Linked DNA regions of Canis lupus: region 1 is linked to region 2. Evidence: chromatin contacts called from public Hi-C data. All regions are on one chromosome and are shown on one strand. Each heading gives the region's core, a stretch centred on a gene start, on an enhancer-like site or on the middle of the called end of the contact. The rest is flanking DNA. Distances are from core to core; before and after follow the strand shown.

Region 1 (2,700 bases), core at 128-2,627, 260 kb before region 2:
TCTTTATAAAAATCTTTAACATTTAAAAGAAAGAATCACATGTTCATCCTGACAGCTTTACCAGAATTGGCCACCCAATAAGTCACACACACGTAGGCACTTAGAAGGTTACTGCACGCCCCTTTCACTGATGGGGTCACGGCGAGGTGGCCACTCTCCCCGCAGTAGGCCCGGAGTGGGTCCTCCACAAGGAGGCCGGTCTCGAACCAGGCTGTGGGGAGGTCCAAGGGACCCTCACCTCCAAATTGTGAAACTAGTGACCTGGCACCATTCCTGTGGCTATTTTCACTCCAGAGCATACTGTTCACTTAAGCAGACTCGAGTGGGTCGGGAGCTCAAGGAAGGTTAAGGTGAGTGACTGCAAAAAAAAAAAAAAAAAAAAAAAAAAAAAAAGGCTGACGCTAATTAACGCACAGCCCACGCTGTTAACAGTCTGAGCAAAGATCACTTCTCCTTTAGGCTCTCCCTGCCCGTCCGCTTCTAGAGTGTTTATAAGGTTCACCGGTGCAACAGATGGCATCTAGAAGGTGAACAGGCGCTGGCTGGGGGAAACACAGCGGGAACGATAAGCCTCAAAGTCATGTCATTGGGGCAAGAGTGGAAAGAATCAGCCGTCTTTGGCCGGAGCCAGGCTGACGGAGCCAGGCCCGCGACCTGCTGGAAGGCCGCTCGGTGAACGCGGGCTCGTGGACAGCTGCGAGCCCAGGGGGAGACGCGGCTGCGGCTTGCGGGGAAGGGACGAGCTTCCTGCACAGCTCCAGGTGACACCTGCACCGCGGGCGCCGGCTGTGGAAGCGAGCGAGCCGCCCACGTCGTCGCGGGGGGCGGGGGGGGCAGGCCTCGGGGTCGCCCTCGCGGCGGGCGGCGGGCGGAGGGCGGCGGCGGGGGCGGCTCTGCTCGCTGCACGCGCACCCCTCAGGTCTCCACGTTCACTTACGCGGCCCAACAGCCTCCGTTTCCTTTATTAGGAATCCCGGTTAGGGATGAAGCGGAGTCGGGGTTTCCAAAATGCCAGGCTTGTAAAATGGGGGCGCAAAGCTCTCTCTCTTTTTTTTTTTTTTGATGACCGGGTGCAGGCCCGCGCCCTGGGAGGCCCACCTCCTGTCCTGAGGACGGTGAACTCCAGCGCCGACGCCCTGCAGCGCCCCCGCGGCCCTCCGAGGCCCGACCCGGGTCATGCCGCCGGCTCCCGAGCGCGAGTCCGGCTCCTCAAGGGGATCCCGCCAGGCGCGCCCCTCCGGCCGCCTCCCGCCTGCCCGGCCTGATCCGCCAGGCTCCGCGGGCCCCGGCCCCGAGCGCCCACCCGGCGCCCCACTCACCTCCTGCGCACCCGCCTCGCCTCCCCGCTGCCCGCCCTTCTGCGCCGCGGGGCCGGGGGCGGGGCCGGGGGCGGGGCTCGGCCGCGGGGGCGGAGCCTGGGCGGACGCGGAGCGCGGATTGGCTGAGGCGCCGGCCGCGGGGGCGGGGCGGGTGGCCCGGGTGCGCGGTGGGCGGTGGGCGGTGGGCGGGAGGCGGGGCAAGGCGCTGCCGCGGGGGACGGGGTCACGCTCAGCGCCCTGCAGGGGGCGCTCCCGGGCCGCGCGCCGTAGGTGGGGTAGCGGCAGGTCTGGGCAAGGGGGTGGGGCGTGAAGACTAGCCCCGGGGCACTGAGCAGATGTGGGTCCCGGTTTGGGTTGGGGGAGGTTATAGGACAAAGCAAAGTGGGGCACTGCGCTTAGGGCAGGGAAGGGTTGTAGATAGAATGATGTTGGAGGGTGCCTGAGACAGGGCGAGCCTAAAGAGAACGTGGACAGGGGGTTGTACCGTCTACATGGCCTGTGATGGGGGAGGGAAAAAGCAGGAATTTACATTTCTGAAGAGAAAAAAAATCAGTTTGATTAGAGAACTGAGAAGAAAGGTTAGGGGTGTGACACTGAAGGAGGAAAATGTGGGACCCAGGAAATCTAACAAAAATCCCCTACCCCTGGACAAGCAGAGCAGGACTAACTCCATTCTGTGCTACACCCGCCATCTCATGTAAAACCCCCCACGGGATCGAATCCCACATCGGGCTCCCAGTGCATGGAGCCTGCTTCTCCCTCTGCCTATGTCTCTGCCTCTCTCTCTCTATCTCTGTGACTATCATAAAAAAAAAAAAAAAAAAAAAAACCCACACGACCTGCCTATTGTTTAAGGCACTCCGTCCCCCTAGTTTAGCTGTTAAGCACACCCTTATCAGAAACTAGCACACACAGGAATCCTCTAACCTTTAACCAGACAAGGAATGAAAACCCCTCTTTTGCCCACCAAACCTGCGAGCCAATTCTAACCAGAATAATAGGCTAGTTCAAAGGGTCACTATAGGGTGAATCGTCATTCAATTGGCCACCTGCATGTGGACCAACATGACTGTGCAACTTTCTGCGTAGGTTACAATCTCATTGGCCACTGGGCCCTATAACACTGCTGTGCTTCTTAGTCTTGGGGTCCAAGCCCCTGCTCTGCTGTATGGAGTATACTTGGACCCAAGCTCAAGCTTGTAAGTAAACCCTCATGTACTTGCATCGGTGTCAGCTCCTTGGTGGTTTCTCAGATTTGCAATCTTGGGCACAACAGAAAACACATGACATATTAAAGGTGGAGAAAAAAATCGCCAAAGAGAAAAGGACACCACCTGTCCTTTGGGGGAGGCGGTGCTAACCAAAGCAGTTTGTGTGAAGA
Region 2 (2,878 bases), core at 66-2,565:
ACCGAGCCACCCAGGTGCCCCTGGGCTATGCATTTCAACACTGCAAACTGTAGATTGCTAAAAAACAAGGTCTACAAGTAAATTTTTTGTCAGGTCAGAATGGTAAGCAAGTTCAAATACACTGCTCCTGTCCCACCACCTTTTGTCTGATTCTTCAATGTGGGGAGCAAAGAGCACCAGGGTAAAACAGAAGCCTCTGAGCACTGGGTGTTATACTATATGTTGGCAAATTGAACTTCAATAAAAACAAACAACAAAACAAAGCAAAAGAAGCCTCAAACAGCTACCTTATAGTGACTGGAACTGTAAATCCCTTCTTTGTAGGTAAGATTAAAGGAAGCTGAAGGAGACGTAACAGGAACAACTGAACAACTTTATGAAAACAGCTGGTGGTTTCTTAGCTGTGAATGAGCCACAGAGCTTTTAACTTCAAATTTACAAAGTGCAGCCATTCAATCCTATTCAGGACTGGTTTTCAAAATTTAAACTACATTAAGAATCACCCGGTGAAATTGTTAAACCCAGATTCTATACGTTTAACAAATGGTACAGGTGACTCTGATGTTTCTATGAAAAATAAACCAACAAACACCAGAGAGGGGCAGGGAAAAAGAAACAGACGGACTTGACAAAAATAGATATTTTTAACTAATAAAGATCAGCGGTGTGGGAACTAAATTTATTCCTGCATGGAGAGTTCTGTAACTCTCAATCTGAAGCTTTCTTAAGTATGACTAGTAGAAATACTAGAAAGAAACTATCTCTTTAGATTATCATTGCCTATCAGCTCCTTGAGGGGCACAGTCTCATCTGTGAATTCTAAGTGCCTGTCACAGAGCCTGCTAAGAGTCAATCAGGGAGGCTCCCATGAAATTCTTTGCACTCCAGTTGCTGCTGCCCTGAGCTGACATTGTTCCAGAAACAGCACACCCAGGGAGACCTGGTGTGCTTGGCTATCACTTTGCAGCAGCTCCCATTTCAAATGGAGAAGCTGAGCTTCCCCAAAACTAAAGCCAGCCACAGACTCTGGTGGGCCAGACAAAAGGCAACCTGCCCTTCCTGCCCATTCCTCACTGTCACTTGAAATCAGAAATCAAATCTTGAGCTCAAGACAGTGTTGCCAATAAAAGAAGATGTACTTGCCTTCTCTGCAGCACCAGGGGTCCAAGAACAGTTAGCTCTCCGCAGCTCACTGGTTGCTCACTTGTTCCTTCCACCTTCTATTCCTTCCTTTATAAAAGCTGGAAAAAACTGAGCAAGTTATAAATTTCTACCTTCTAATGTGTTAAAACTGAAATTGAAAGTAAAAGTAACTCCTGCACCCTGAATCACCAGACTAGAGCATGAATCTGGATATTCAGTACACAGTAAGAGGGCATTGAGAAACCCCACAGTTGCTCAACAGTCAGATCTTAGAAAATACATTTCATCAGCTTTCTTTTGTCTTCCCCATCTTGGAAGGCTCTGCTGGCTTCACTTCTTTATATGTCTCTCTCAGCTGGCTTAAGTTTCCTTAGAACACAAGAGACATAGAAAATGCATGGCACAAATGTAAGCAAGATTGTAGAAAGCAAGATTATTTCAATTATGTTTCTCTTAGAGGGACTTCCTGGGTTCTTTTGTCAGTGGAGAGCTTTTAACATTTTAAATATGTTCCCTATTATGTAGTGTCAATGCAAATTGAACAAACCTTTTAGAATTTCCTTGTTTTTCTTGACTGATATGTTTATTTTTGCTATTTTTATCATTTTAATTCCAGTGGAGTAAACATACAGTATGATATTAGTGTACAATATAGTGATTGAACAATTCCATATATTACTCAGTGCTCATCAAGACAAGGGTACTCTTAATCTTCTTCACCTATTTCACCCAATCCCTACTCCCCTCCCCTCTGCTATTAGTTGGTTCTCTATAGTTAAGAGTCTGATTTTTGGTTTGTCTCTTTTTTTTCCCTTTGCTCATTTGTTTTATTTCTTAAATTCCACTTACGAATGAAATCATATGTTATTTGTCATTCTCTGGCTTATTTTACTTAGCATTATACTCTCTAGATGCATACGTGTTGTTGCAAATGGCAAGATTTCACTCTTTTTATGGCTGAATAAGATTCCATTCTATGTATATACCACCTCTTCTTTATCCGTTCATCTGTTGATGGACACTTGGGTTGCTTCCATAATTTGACTATTGTAAATAACACGGCAATAAACATAGAGGTGCGTGTATCCTTTTGAATCAGTATTCTGGTATTCTTTGGTTAAACAGCCAATAGTGCGACTACTGGATCATATAGTAATTCTGTTTTTAACTTTTCAAGAAAGTGTCATTTATTATTTCTGCTATTTCATTTCTGATTTTATGTGAGTCCTCTCTTGTTTTTTGTGAGTTCAGCTAAAGGTTTATCATTTTTATTGATCTTTTCAAAGAACCAGCTCCTAGTTTCATTGATCTGTTCTATTGTTTTTTTTTAGTTTCTATTTCATTTATTTCTGCTCTAATCTTTATTATTTATTATATATTATTTCCTTTCTTCTACTGGTTTTTGTTGTTCATTTTTTAGTTCCTTTAGGTGTAAAGTTAGGTTGTTCATTTAAGTGTTTTGTTTGTTTGTTTTTTGATTTTTAGGTAGGCCTGCATTGCTATAAATTTCCCTCTTAAAACCACTTTTGGAAGCACCTGGGTGGCTGAGTCAGTTAGGAGTCTGCCTTTGGCTCAGGTCATGATCCCAGAGTCCTGGGATCGGGTCCTGCATCAGGCTTCTTGCTCAGTGGGGAGTCTCTTTTCCCTCTCCCTCTGCCCCTCCTTCCTGCTTATGCTCTCTCCCTCCCTCTCTCTCTCAAATAAATAAAATCTTTTTAAAAAAAATTTTTTTTTC

The links. Hi-C and Micro-C count contacts between places; a contact is called where the count stands out from the background.
Region 1: a contact with region 2 is called in a Hi-C map of skin fibroblasts, with 2.0 times the contacts expected there. The contact joins the promoter of KYAT3 here to the promoter of GBP6 in region 2. A contact is called at or near these places in 4 of 9 Hi-C or Micro-C datasets (amygdala, blood and skin fibroblasts).

Annotation. Positions count from the first base shown.
Region 1 is chr6:59,926,336-59,929,035 of UU_Cfam_GSD_1.0, reverse strand. KYAT3 (kynurenine--oxoglutarate transaminase 3) reads right to left here and starts at 1,377. Exons shown (of 14, transcript XM_038541452.1): 1 at 1,320-1,377.
Region 2 is chr6:59,667,596-59,670,473 of UU_Cfam_GSD_1.0, reverse strand. GBP6 (guanylate-binding protein 6) reads right to left here and starts at 1,315. Exons shown (of 11, transcript XM_038541447.1): 1 at 1,144-1,315.